2 separate regions of the Urocitellus parryii genome follow, and region 1 is linked to region 2. Evidence: chromatin contacts called from public Hi-C data. All regions are on one chromosome and are shown on one strand. Each heading gives the region's core, a stretch centred on a gene start, on an enhancer-like site or on the middle of the called end of the contact. The rest is flanking DNA. Distances are from core to core; before and after follow the strand shown. Region 1 holds the start of Tbc1d23 (TBC1 domain family member 23). Region 2 holds the start of Cmss1 (cms1 ribosomal small subunit homolog).

Region 1 (7,426 bases), core at 676-3,175, 400 kb after region 2:
ACTTTTACAGAATGAAGAACTGCTTGAAAACATCAACTGATAAATTTTCAGTAACATAATTTTATTTTTACCAGACTGTAAGGCAGTCACTAATTTGATTACAATCAAAATGAATTATAATTGAGGATTAAAATCACCCTAACCTGTGAACAACTCCTTGTCACATCACTCTCTGAACAGTTTGTAACCCATTTTAGAAAACCTTCTGAAAACCTACTGGCACAACTGAAGGGACCCAGCAGAGGTCCTGAATGTTAAGATAATTTGACCTAGATTCATACCTCTTATTTTTTTTATAATATGCATCTAAATTCTCATTTTGTGTTAAAAGGAATTTTCCCCAATGAAGGATCACTCAGGGATCTGGGGCTTGGAGTGAATGCAATAACTTGCAGCTCTGTATGATGTGCCTTTTGGAAACAGAGGGAACACATTTTTGGTTATAAATGAACTAGCTGTACTATTTTGTGTTTACTTAAATCAAATAGATTTTTAAATTATAAAACATTTTAGATTGTGAAATATAAATTATACGAGGGATACCGAACATCTATGTAGTCACTTCTCAGCTTTTAAGAAATACATTAAAAATTTAAGCTGAGCATGGTGGTGGGCACCTATAATTCTAGGTACTTGGGAGGCAGAAGCAGGAGGGTCACTTGAGCCCAGGAGTTTTATACCTGCCTGGAGTGAAGGTCAGCCTGGGTAACATAGGCAGACTCCATCTCTCAAAAAAAAAAAAAAAAAAAAAAAGAAAAAATTACTTAAAGTTATTTCCTCCTCACTTCAAAAATAACTAACATTCTCATTTTCCTATATATCATCCCCTTCATTTTTAAAAGCACATATACATCTATAATATATGGTCTTGGGTGTGTAAAAAAAAATATATATATATAGTAGGACACAATACCTTCATTTTATTTATTTATTTTTATATGGTGCCGAGGAGAGAACCTAGTGCCTCATACTTGTCAGGCTAGCACTCTACCACTGAGCCACAATCCCAGCCCCTATGGTCTTGTTTTTAGCACCAAATATGAATGACACCATCCTTCTGTAACCTGTTGTGTCCATTTGTTTTTCAAAGTGAAGACTAGGATTTAATTTTTGTTGTTTTATTAATGTATGGTAGTCAGTCAGTAAATTTATTGAATTGACAAATCAACTTATCCATGTTGTTACATGCAGTTCTACTCATCATTGTTTCCAGGGCTTACAAAAACATTTCTTGGTTTGTCCTTTGGTGTGTGCGCCCGTCTTAGGGCCCCCTACGGTGTCCAAGGTAGCGGAGCAAGGGTTGGGTAGGACCGGTAGTGTGGGCGGAGCTTACACGTGGAAGCCCAAGTAAAGCGGACATGGGGTGGAAAAGGAAAGGTCTTTTTCTCTGTCCCTATAAGGAATTACAGTTCCAGAATTCTAAAGTTGGACTTGAACTTCCAAGCTGTTAGAAGATATTTTTAAGGCAGGACGTATTCTCCTTACTATTTAGCTTGTTTTAATAACTTTTAAATATTTAAAGTATGCAGACCTCCGTTTGTAGTTTTGACCGGGTCCCACAAATAGGGGTGGGGTGCTTTTTTCTTACATCCTACTTTTCCCTCAAATGTAGTTGTTAGAGAGTAAATTACTGCAACGTGGGTCTGCTTTTACGCCCACATTCCCTGTGTGAATCCTCACTTCCCCTCCTCTCTCCACTAGTCAGGACTACCAACTCTTTAAGTTCGACGCCAAGTTGGAGTGAAGAAGCTAACTGGACGCCACGCAGGGACGCTGGACACTTACTGGCCGCCTAGCGCGACGAGCGTCCCTACGAGGCCCCGCCCACTCTGTTCGTCCGGCCGCGTGGCATCCTGGGACCTGTAGTTTTTGGTGTAGCTGCCTTCACCTAGTCTCCACCCTACAGCACTTGACGCTGCGTTTCGCCCTCGGGACGTCCTGACGTTACGTTCTACCTTCCCCTTGCCTCCTCCCTCTTTCTTTCGCTCCGGAGAAGCTCAGTTCCGGACTTCCGAAGACCTTTTACGACGTTGGGTCTTAGAGTCTGTCTCTGCGCCAGGTCCACTTTTCGGCAAAGTGACGTGGACGTCAACAGCAATGGCGGAAGGAGAAGAGGTCCAGCCACTGCCTACGTTGAGCGGCGACGGCTGGTGAGTGAGAGCTCAGGACTGCTTCTCACTGGCTCCTTATTCTTTCTTCTCACCAACCTGCTTGTCCCTAAGGCACCGGGTGGTGCCGGCACGGAACAAAAAAGACCCGTTCTGGCGAAGTCTGGTGCCCTGCCCCGCCCCCTCTGCCTGTCGGCTCCCCTCTCGCTGCCGGGTCCTGCTCTAGGGGCTGGGTCCAGACTCGGGGGGTGTGTCGTCCAGTTGCTCGGCCTCAGTCTGGTCCCTACTTAGTCCCCGGCCTCCAAAATGTGCTGGAGAGGGAGGCTTCAGGCTAGATTTGGCCAGTGTCTCTGGCTGCAGGAGTTGGAGTAGGCAGGTTAAGAAGGAAGTTTCTTGGATAAAATCTAAGGTACTCGAATACCAGTTGGAGAAAAGCCCTTTTGAAATTACCAACACGACCTTTGCCTAGGGGTTCAGAGGTTGAGAGAGACTCCCAGAAAAGATTTCTTCCCCACACTTAAAATAATTTTTATCTTCCGTTTTTTTTTTAATCTCGATTCGTCTTCCAACAGTTTGTGCCATTTCTCTCTCTCTCTCTCTCTCTCTCTCTCTCTCTCTCTCTCTCTCTTGATTTCATATCTTTGGATCCCCATGGGACTTTATTCTCGCTGCTCCCAACCCTTTGCATGCTTACCTGATTTATAGCTATGGCTTTGGGAAGGACCTCCAGTAATGCTTGGTAGGCATTACTCACCCAGTGTCCTTAATCTTTGGGAAACTCTCCTACTTTTGAAATAGTTGCTATTCTCAGTACAGTGCTCCCTAGCATAATTTTCTTTAAAGGAACACTTAGAGGCTTGTGTAATTTTTACAGTTGATCTAAATGTGTTGATCACACATATTATTTTTGGGTTTTCTTGTTTATAATTGTACATCCCACTGACATTCTCTGTACCTAAAAGCTATAGAAAACATTGACAGACATCTTAAATCCCAGGGAAGAAATGGAAATAGTTAAAAGAAATAAACAATGTGGTAATTGAGAAATTCAACTTTCCATTAGCAGACATCAAGCATTCCCTTTGTACTTGTATTCTCTACAAGGTTTAGGAGGAAAACTTGACCTAAATATAGCTTCTTTGTTTAGTTTGCTTATGTTAGAGTTGGGGAACTGTGACAGGCACACTAAATAACAAGGTAAAATTAATCTCATTCTTTGGGCGTGTTAATAAAAGAGGGGGCAAAAAACACTTCTTGGAGTCATGGGGGAAAGCTTCATGGAAGCAGTGGTTTTTGAATCAGACTTTGGAGAATGAGTGGGATTTACAAGAACTCTGTCCAAAAGAAATATAATGTGAACCACACATGTAATTTAGAATTTTTCTGTTAGTCTCATTAAAGACTAAAAATAAACAGTGGAAATTAGCTTTAATAATCTATTTTGTTTAGTCGAATACATCAACATGTTATTTCAACATACAATCATTGTTAAAAAACAATTTTTGCATCTTTTATTTTTATCTAAGCCTTCAAAATCCAATGTACAATTTGCATTTAGTCTACATCTCAATTTGGTCTAGCTACACTTCAAATGATAAATGTTTACAGGTGGCTAGTAGCTAAAATATTGGGTAGTACAAATTCAGATTAAAATGGGAGGGGCTGGAGTTGTGGCTAGTGGTAGAGAGCTTGCTTAGCATGAGTGAGGCACTGGTTTGATCCCCAGCACCACATAAAAACAAGCAAGTAAAATAAAGGTATTGTGTCCATCTTACAACTAAAAAATATTTTTTTAAAAAGAAACATGGGAAAGGTCTCTGGAGTAACAACAACAAGGGTATAGACAGGACAGTGACTTTTTTTTCAAGATTAGTATCTAAAACCAAATGGCTGAAGAGAAATTATAGAAAAATAGGTCTGGAAAAATAGTGAGGAAGTTTTTATCTAGGTATAGGAACCTTTAACAAATCAGTGATATAGATGTTGCAAAACTTTTTCGGAAAGTGACCTAGCTGGTTATTGCCTGAAGTTTGCTGTTTTGGAAGAGTGGACTGTATGATAAATTGGCTTCAGTGAGCTTCATGTTGAGGGTCATGAGAGGAAATGTTTCTGGAGTTAAAGCTTTTTAGGGCAGTTCTTATGTTAGAATTGTGAGCATGTGTCTGGTTCTAGACAAGGGATCTGGAGTGAATGATTTCTACCCGTAGCGTTTATACTCTTCTAGAGGTAGTGTATTTTTTGTGTGGTTTCTCCTTTTTACTTATTTTATTTTCATGAAAGGGAGATCCCTGGGATGATGATCTATAATTTCTATTTTACCTTCATTCCCCTCTAATCTGTCTTTTTTTTTTTTCTCCCTTTACCAGTCCCCCAGATGTGGACTTAAATAGTCAGGAAACACCTTGGGATTGGGAGTCACAAGTTCCGTACAACCTCTTCTTTTAGAGTGATTGTGAATGGGTTGTTATAGAGTGGGAACAGTTTACTCTTTGTTTTATGAAGAGTAAATGTTTTTAACTGTCATGTTTTTATTTTAACTTTGTCAGATGGAAAGTTTTTAAAAAATGTATCTTATCACCTAACCCAAACTCATCTTAATGATAGGGCTATTCAGCTACAAATAAAAGTGTGTAATAATAAAACTAGGTTCTGGTCCTCAAGGAATTTCCGATCTAGTTAGAGAAGGCACATTTGAGAACATCAATTATTCTTGGGCTACTGTAATACAATAAGACCTTCAGTTCTCTTTTTAGGAAAATATGGCAGATTGTTGCTATTTAAATGACCTTCACATAGCATAGTCATTATGCTTGAAACTTCTTTTTGTAAGGTTTCCCTGTTTTCTTCCTTATCATTGGTATCTTACAATTTGTTCCTAATCTATGAAACTAGATAGTGGAACTTGTTAAAATTGTGTATAGTTTTTTAAGAGGTTCACGATGGGGCTTGAAGTTCCTAAAAGTACATGAACTCTCTGATATTACTTATTTACTGATTTTTCAGTTACATTCTAAATTACTGCTTCCCCAAATTTAAATGTACAACGAATTACCTGAGGGGATTATTAAAATGCACATTCTGATTCAGTAAATTTTGACTGGGACCTGAGATGCTATATTTCTGACTAGCTTCTGGTTATACTAATTCTGCTAGTTCAAATATCACATGTTACTTAGCAAGGTACTGAATGATGTGTATCTCAGCATGAGTAGGTCAGAGGAATTTATATCACCTGACATGTAATACTGTAATTTATCTAAATACATGACTTGTCATTGCTCTTTAGATGTGAACCTTTCAAGGCAGAGACTGATGGCAGGTGATTCAATAAATGTTAAATGAATGTATCATGAATGAATGCAGATTTTTGTGTACTCATGTAGTAGCATATCAAGCTGTCATTTCATATGAATTTCCTGACTTCACTGGTTTTGTGAATTGTCTGATTGTCTGCAGGTATAATGCTCATTTCCTGTGGAAAGCCTAGGTGATCAGAAACTGCCTAAGCTCTTTAGCTTTCTGCAACTCCAGCCATGTAAACTCCAAGAGTATGGTGAAATCCTTTTAAAAGGGTTTACAGTTAGTTTGAAATTTAAATTTAATTTTAAAAATTAAAATAAGTTAAGAGAATCTAGATTTATAAAACCAAACTGGTAAAAATTGTTACAATTCAGAGATTAGTAATATTTTTCTTAGTATTAAAGAGACCAGCCTTGATTTGAACATATGTTCTCATTTCCTGAGTCTGTCTGCTTGAAATATTTCCTTAAAATAATCTTAAGTCATGGGGCTGGGATTGTGGCTCAGAGGTAGTGCGCTTGTCTAGCATGGGCAGGACCCGGGTTTGATCCTCAGCACCACATAAAAATAAAGGCATTGTGTTGTGTCCATCTACACCTAAAAAATAAATATTAAAAAATAATCTTAAGCCATAATTTAGAAAATTTTTGATAGATATTATCTACACCTAAAAAATAAATATTAAAAAATAATCTTAAGCCATAATTTAGAAAATTTTTGATAGATATTATTATTACACACTTATATTTGTAGCTAAATAGCCCTATCATTAAGATGAGTTTGGGTTAGGTGATAAGATACATTTTTGAAAACTTTCCATCTGACAAAGCTAAAATAAAAATATGACAGTTAAAAACACTTCATAAAACAAAGAGTAAACTGTTTGATAGCATAGAGATTTTAATTACATAACTTGATATTCTGAACTTCTTTAACTTAAACAGTTTACTCAATATTCACTTTTAATTCATAGTTCTGTTTTAATGTTAAATTATTGCTAAACTTTTTTTAAAATTGAAGGATTAGTTCTATAAAGAAGCTTCAGTTGTTAATTTGAGATGTGAATAGGATTGTTTTAAGAGTATAACTTCTTTTAAAGTTTTGTGCACTCTGTAAATGGTACTCTCAGTGCGCCCTGCTTTATAAGTATTAAAATGTGAGGAAAGAGGGGCTGGGGATGTGGCTCAAGCGGTAGCGCGCTCGCCTGGCATGCGTGCGGCCCGGGTTCGATCCTCAGCACCACATACCAACAAAGATGTTGTGTCCGCCGAGAACTAAAAAATAAATATTAAAAATTCTCTCTCTCTCTCTCCTCTCTCACTCTCTCTAAAAAAAAAAAAAATGTGAGGAAAGATTTAAAATATCACTTAAGGACTGGGTGATTGCAATTTTAGACATAATATAGTCAATAAAGAAATACATTTAATATGAAACAGAAAGGAATCCTTTGTTTAAAAACATTGACAGCTTGTTAAAGCTGGGTATTATCTTACGGAAACAATGAAGGAAAGCAGGGTGCAGTGGTGCAAGCCTATAATCCTGGCTACTTGGGAGGCTGAGGCAGGAGGATCACTTAAGCCCAGGACTTCCAGGCCAGCAGCTGGGGCAGTGTAGCAGAACCTGATCTGAAGACAAACAATAAGAAAAATAATCCAAAAAAAGGGAAAAGAAGAAAAAATATACTTATTATTTATTAAATTAGGGGTTGGTGATGCTGTTTGACTTTGTAACATGTAATTAGAGGGCGTGCAGAGATGAGAATTGAAGATGACTTGTTTATATGATTTATTTTAAATTCTAAATAAATTCAGATTTTACAGTTTTTAGAGGTGCTTCTTAAATAGTCACTTCTGATTTTGTTTCATATTGATGTTTTAATGATTCACAAGTTAGGATTAGTCATTGATTTTTGAATATTAAAGAAATGAATTTAAGTTAATTCATTTTTATCTTTATGTACCTACTGCAGAAAGGGGGCAAGTGCATTTCCTACTAAGTTAGTGAGGCAATTCAGATAA
Region 2 (6,504 bases), core at 2,329-4,828:
CCCTTTTCATCTCTGTCTCCAGCAAATCTCCTCTCTAGGTTGCAACTGCAAATTATTTCTCATGTGGATCTTTTATTATCTGAAATTATTTTTTTATTTTTTTCCATCCAAAAATGGTTCCCTCCTTGTTTTACTAGTCCCAGAGAGGTTATCATGTTTTTAGCTCTTAAAACTTGAAACTTTAGGTTTTATTGACCTCAGTTTTCCTCATCATTTATTTTCAAATAATTTCCATAAATGTATGGCAATGTTCCTTTAGTTTTTTTTTCTTATTCTTTTTACCTTAATTCAGTGGGTATGAATCATTCTTGGGTCACAGATCATTTTGAGGATGCTTTGAAGGACTTAAAGAAGATGGGAAATCACTTCCTAGATGGGTAACTAGAGCAGGTTACTTTAGTGTCACCATCTTTGCAAATCTGGAGTAGATGCTTTTTATGCCCCTTACCCCACTTCCAAATCAGCCCAGCTATGGAGGAAAGTTATGTGCCTGGTGCCATCCTCCCACCTCAAGCACATCAAGGCATGTCACCTGGCTGCCTCAGGACTCTCTCCAAAGGCAGCACAATCTGAGACTCTCTGGAAACCCCTATCCTGGCAACAACCCTCACCTCATGAATAGCCCTAGCTACCCTCCTGTTCTGCATTAGGATAACTCGGAGGCAAAGCCTACATTTTTTTTTTTCCAGAAGGTTGCAGCAAGATAAAAAGCCAGGTATTACCCATACTGATAATCCTTCCTTCCCGGTCCCATTCTCCCTGCCTTTATTCCTGCCTCCTGATATCACCTGCCAAATAAACTACTTGCACCCATGACTTTGTCAGGCTCTGCTTTGAGTGGAATCCAAAATAGGTGTTGACCGCATCAGGATATTGATGGAGCATGGTGTGGATTTTGGCTTGGTGATTATAAATATATACCAGGGGGCTGGGGATGTGGCTCAAGCGATAGCGCGCTTGCCTGGCATGCGTGCAGCCCGGGTTCGATCCTCAGCACCACATACAAACAAAGATGTTGTGACCGCTGATAACTAAGAAAAATAAATATTAAAATCCTCTCTCTCTCTCTCTCTCTCTCTCTCTGTCTCTCTCTTTAAAAAAAATAAATATATACCAGATATGGGGGCATATGCCTGTAATCCCAGTGACTCTGGAGGCTGAAGCAGGAGAATCTTAAATTTGAGGCCAGCCTGGGCAACTTAGTGAGAACTTATCTCAATACTTAAAAAGCCTGAGGATGTAGCTCAGTGGTTATATGTTTGCCTCATATGTGTGAGGCCTTGGGTTCCATTTTCTGTACAACATAAACAATAATGAAAATAATTTAGTAATGGGAGTATTTATGAATATAAGGTAGGGTTAAAGAAATGAGTGATGGTATAGAATCCCAGGTTGAGTAATGGTGAGAAATCATTACCACCCTTAAGGGCTAAAGCAGTATTGGAGCTGTGGCCTTCAGTAAAGGGACCAGGATGAGGAACAAGGTGAGGCAGGCACAAAATTGAAGTTCTTCTCTCTCATTTTGCGCCAGTGTTACCCTGAGCAAACATCTCCTTAAATGTGATGTCACAGGCCTCTGCTTGCCTCACTCTAGTCCTAGCATTGAAAACAGGACAGGTTGGGGCATCATTGTTCTCTCATACTTTGATTTCTTACTACTGCCTCCAATTTGCAAAACCCAAATCTGATTAAAAAGGTAGAGGGTGACAAATGGAAACATCAAATCCAACACATGATGTTTAGATGAATTAACATATAAAGTACTTAGAGAGGTATGTAGAATATGCTCTCATTTTTATTGCTACCATTATCATTGTCTACATGATACAAAAGTTCAAATCAGGGGCTTCCCGAAATTCATTTAAGGAACTGTGCCCTGATTAAACCTTGTTCATTTTATGGTGTGCCTTCATGAAGTTCTTTCTGTTAAGTTCTTACTGTTTCACATCATGGCATCCACAGAAAACATTTGTATAACACCAGAGGGAAGAGATGAGGTGGTGCTAAACCCAGGGCAATTGGCCCAGGGATTCTGCTGACCCCAAAGACTGTGGATCAGAACCTTAGCTTACCCATGCCATATAGGAAGCTCTGATCAAATCTATTATCCATACTGCACAGTAACATTGGCCATGCCACTTCCTTTTCCAAAGTCATATTTTTTAAATCTGACTTTGCTTTTCAGTAATCTATTAACTGCCAAGACCTCCTGTCATCTGCATTTTCTCATGAAAGACGCATTATTTTTGATGATTACAGATTATTTGACATTTGCCACATTTATACCAAGAACCCTCCTGTTAGGATATCTGTAATATATTGTTAAAGTAACACATTAATATATCTCCTATTGGGTGGATTTGGGGTAATTTTCTGCATGTGGCTATTCCTACCCTCAGCAGTTTAAATTTCCCTGTCTTGTAATTTCCAAAGTCTAGAACTTTATCCTTACAAGTTCTCTTTCTTCTATTCTACTTTGTAACATCTGGAAGGTGGAACATATTCTACTCATCTTTAAATCACTATTGCAAGTGGTTAGGCACATTGCGTACACTTAATTTATTTTGTATGATTTCTACCTGTGTGTAGGAAGACTGTCCTGAAAAATATTGTCCACAATTATTATGCAGCTGGCCTCAGCATTTGGTGCCCTGCAGGTTTTCCTTTCATCCCTGCCATTTCACATTGGGTGTCAGAAAAGCAGCATGATATCTCTCACCTATAAGTGAGCAACTTCCTTCTTCCTTCGTTTCCCAAAACGAGGGATGGGGTGGGATGCAAGCAAGAGGGTGCGGAGGTGAAGGGGGGAACACAACCGAAAGGTGGAAGGTGATTTCCAAATCTGTGGGGTCACTTCTTTCTGTGGGAGAGCCTTTCCTGACTCCTCACATTTTTCTTAGTCCTATATAAAAAGAGTAGTGCTCACATCACTTTCCTGCGCACTCTGCTCTCTCTCCTTTCTTTCACCGTCCCCCTAGCCCCCGCCCCAGGGCATTGAACCCAGGGGCGCTCTACCACTAGACTCAACCCCTTTCATATAATTACCTTATTTGTGACAGGGCCTCACTAAGTTGCCGAGGATGGCTTTGAATTTGAGATCCTCCGGCCTCAGCCTCTCAGCCTCCCGAGTTGCTGGGATTACAGGCATTCGCTACCACGTCCGTTTCCCGCACGTTTTCCAAGAGCAAACTGCACAAGCACACAAACGCCCCAGACTGACACAAGTGAAAACACACCCACGTGCTCCGATCTCCTCCGGCGGGCCACAAGTTCTTTGAAACCAATCAGAGAGAAGTTGTCTTAGTGTCGTGTCTCACACTTTCAACACGATCTTTTAGACAAAAATGAAACTTAAACCAAGAAATTTGAAAGAAGTCATGACAATTGATAATCAACTTTCGTCTTTTACGCCTTTTCATGCTCTGGCGGGATTTACTTTGCGTTTTCGGGTGGTTCCGGTGCAGCAGCGCGGGCGTGGAAACTGCCTTGACATTCTGACCGCAGCTGGAGAGGCGGGGCGGAGTTGTGACGTCATCGCCGCGGGGCGGGGCCGGCGGGGTCGCCCAGAGCTGCGAGTGCAGTGACGCCGGCTGCCGGCTCCCAAGAGCGTTCCGGTGTCCCTGGCCCCCTTCGCGTGGTCTGTTCGCGTCGAGTCCCGCGCGGAGATGGCAGACGACCTTGGAGACGAGTGGTGGGAGAAGCAGCCGGCAGGAGCAGACAGCAGCCCAGGTACCACTCTGCCCGCGCTCCCGCGGGGCCTCCTCCTGCGAGCCTTGCCGAGTACCTAAGCCGCGCCGCTTCTAGTCGGCAGATCCGGCCAGGGAAGCGGTGGGTGCCACATGCGTGCCCTCAACGCAGATCTGCCCGTCTGTCATTCAAGAACCTTTTCCAAGCCCTGTGTTTCTTTAACTTTTTATTTTTTTTTTCCCTTTGAGGCTGGACCACAGTTTTCATGAGGAGAGGCAGTTTTGCCTCGTGGTTAAAGAAAATCCCTGCACTAGGTTCAAATGGTTTCAATTCAAATCGTGACTCTGGTATTCTAATACTTTGGGCTCCTTTTCCTCATCTGTAAAGTCAAAGTAATAATAATGTCTATTTCATCAAGTTGTGAAGATTAAATGAAGATACTGCAAGTTGTGCACTTTGATACAGCACTTGGCACACATATAGGCATAGTAAATATAAGCTATTGTTTTTCTTGCTCTCTTCATGTAATCTAGGATATTCGACCTGGAAATGGGTTTAAATAGAGATCATTCCTTTAAACTCACCTATTCTACAGATAGGAAACCTGCCCTAAAGATGTTAAGTAACTTGACAAGTTCACATAGCAAGTTTGTGTCAGAAACAAGAGTAGAATTCAAGTAACACAGTTTGAACGGTTTTTACCCTGCTGTGCTACTGTATACTTATTCCAGATGCTGTGGACATATTACCCTGAGTAACATTAAATAACTCACTTTTAAGTGTGTGATGCCCCTTCTTACCAAGCATCTAACTAGAAAACTGCAGTGTTAAGACACTTCTGTGAACAGTGCCTGGAGATGGTAGGTGATAATAGCAGCTTGGCATTTGTTGAGTGCTTACTGTGTGCCAGATACTGTTTTGAAAGCTTTGCATGCATGATCTTATTTAATCTTCATCAATGCACCATTGGGTAGTCACCGCTGTTATACTCATTCTAGAAGTGAGGAAGTTGCACTGAAAAGTAATTTGTCCAGTGTTGGTGAGTGAGGAGCTGGAATTCACTTGTAGGCCATTTGAACCCAGAGTCTGCACGCTTTTGTTTCTCATAATTATTCTACTTATCAAAAGTAAGGATCTCATCTAAAACAATAACTCCTTATTGATTTCAAGAGACATTATTTGTAAACCCTTTTCTACACATCATTGTTACGGAAGTGTATTTGAGAACCTTCAGACTCCCATAGTTTGCTCAAGGTAGATAAGCAGCATTTCTATTAAGCCTGTTTTTTTTTTTTTTTTTTTTTTTTTGGTACCAGGGACCTAACCCAGGAGCACTTAACAACTGAGCCACACCCCAGCCCTTTTTATTTTTTTATTTTGAGGCAGGGTCTCTTGCTAAGTTGCTCAAGGCCTTGCTGCTGAGGTTGGCCTTAAATTTGAGATCCTCCTGCCTCAGCCTCCCTAGCCTCTGGGATTACAGGCATTTGTCACCATGCCCAGCTGCTACTAAGCTTTGAATGCCACCTCTTTGCTTATAATTCAGATGTGAACCTGGAACTCAAGGCTCAACTACCTGACTGCCTTTTTGAAGTCTTTTTTTAGTTATTTAATAGGGATGTCAAATGTAAATAAGACCCAAGTGCTGCATTATTCCTCAATCCTTCTTTTTTTAAAAAAAAATATTTTTATTTGTAGATGGACACAATACCTTTATTTCACTTATTTAGTTTTTTAATGTGGTGCTGGGGATCAAACCCAGCGACCCATGTGTGTTAGGCAAGCATTCTCCCACTAAGCCACAACCCCAGCCCCTCCCCAAACCTTCTTTTTCTCCATACTTACCTATTTCAGTAAATTTTGCCACCACCTATCCAACTTCACAAGGCTTAGTAACATCTTGATTTGTTCATTTCTTCCCTTTCTCCCTCACATTTTATATATGGAGTCCTGTTATCTCCAAAAGACAGCCTGAGTCTTTGCCTTTTTCTCCATTGGAGTACACAATATTATCCTTGTTTGTCTTTTTTTGAGGAGTGGGTACTGGGGATTGAACTCAGGGGTACTCAATCACCTAATCACATCCTCACCCCTATTTTGTATTTTATTTAGAGACAGGGTCTCACTGAGTTGCTTCGTGCCTCGCTGTTGCCGATGCTGGCTTTGAACTCCAGATCCTTCTGTGTCAGCTTCCTGAACCACTGGGATTGCAGGCGTATGCTACCACGCTGGCTATCCTTGTTTGTCTTTACCACTGCAATAATTTAACAGTTTCCAGTTAAACTTTGTTTCTCACTCAGAAACCTGTTCACCTTCTTCAGTGGCTTTTCCCTGCCACACAGTGTAACTCCAATGTAGCTGCCTACTTGCTAGAATTATAACTTATTGCCCACTAGTTTACACTGCCTCAGCACACTGGCCTTCATTCTGTTTCTCAACCGGCAATGCTTATTCTGATTCAGCCCTTTGTAATAGCTGTTCTGTTTTCAAATGACTGGCTCTTTCTTAGCATTAAGAAATCAGTTCAGGGCTGGGGATGTGGCTCAAGCGGTAGCGTTAGTAATAAAGAATACCACTTACTTTTCTCAAAGACTATGGAAATTGGGGCTGGGGATGTGGCTCAAGTGGTAGCATGCTCGCCAGGCATGCTTGCAGCCCGGGTTCGATCCTCAGCACCACATACAAACAAAGATGTTGTGTCCACCGAATACTAAAAAATAAATATTAAAAAATTCTCTCTCTCTCTCTTTTAAAAAAAAATCAGTTCAGACATAATCTACTTAAAAAGGCACTTCCTGGTCAGCTAGTCTAGAATAGCCA

Evidence for each region. Hi-C and Micro-C count contacts between places; a contact is called where the count stands out from the background.
Region 1: a contact with region 2 is called in a Hi-C map of muscle, with 4 times the contacts expected there. The contact joins the promoter of Tbc1d23 here to the promoter of Cmss1 in region 2. A contact is called at or near these places in 2 of 2 Hi-C or Micro-C datasets (liver and muscle).

Annotation. Positions count from the first base shown.
Region 1 is chr2:149,180,143-149,187,568 of mUroPar1.hap1, forward strand. Tbc1d23 (TBC1 domain family member 23) reads left to right here and starts at 1,926. Exons shown (of 19, transcript XM_026402433.2): 1 at 1,926-2,150. The coding sequence starts at 2,098.
Region 2 is chr2:148,778,170-148,784,673 of mUroPar1.hap1, forward strand. Cmss1 (cms1 ribosomal small subunit homolog) reads left to right here and starts at 3,579. Exons shown (of 10, transcript XM_026402410.2): 1 at 3,579-3,729. The coding sequence starts at 3,666.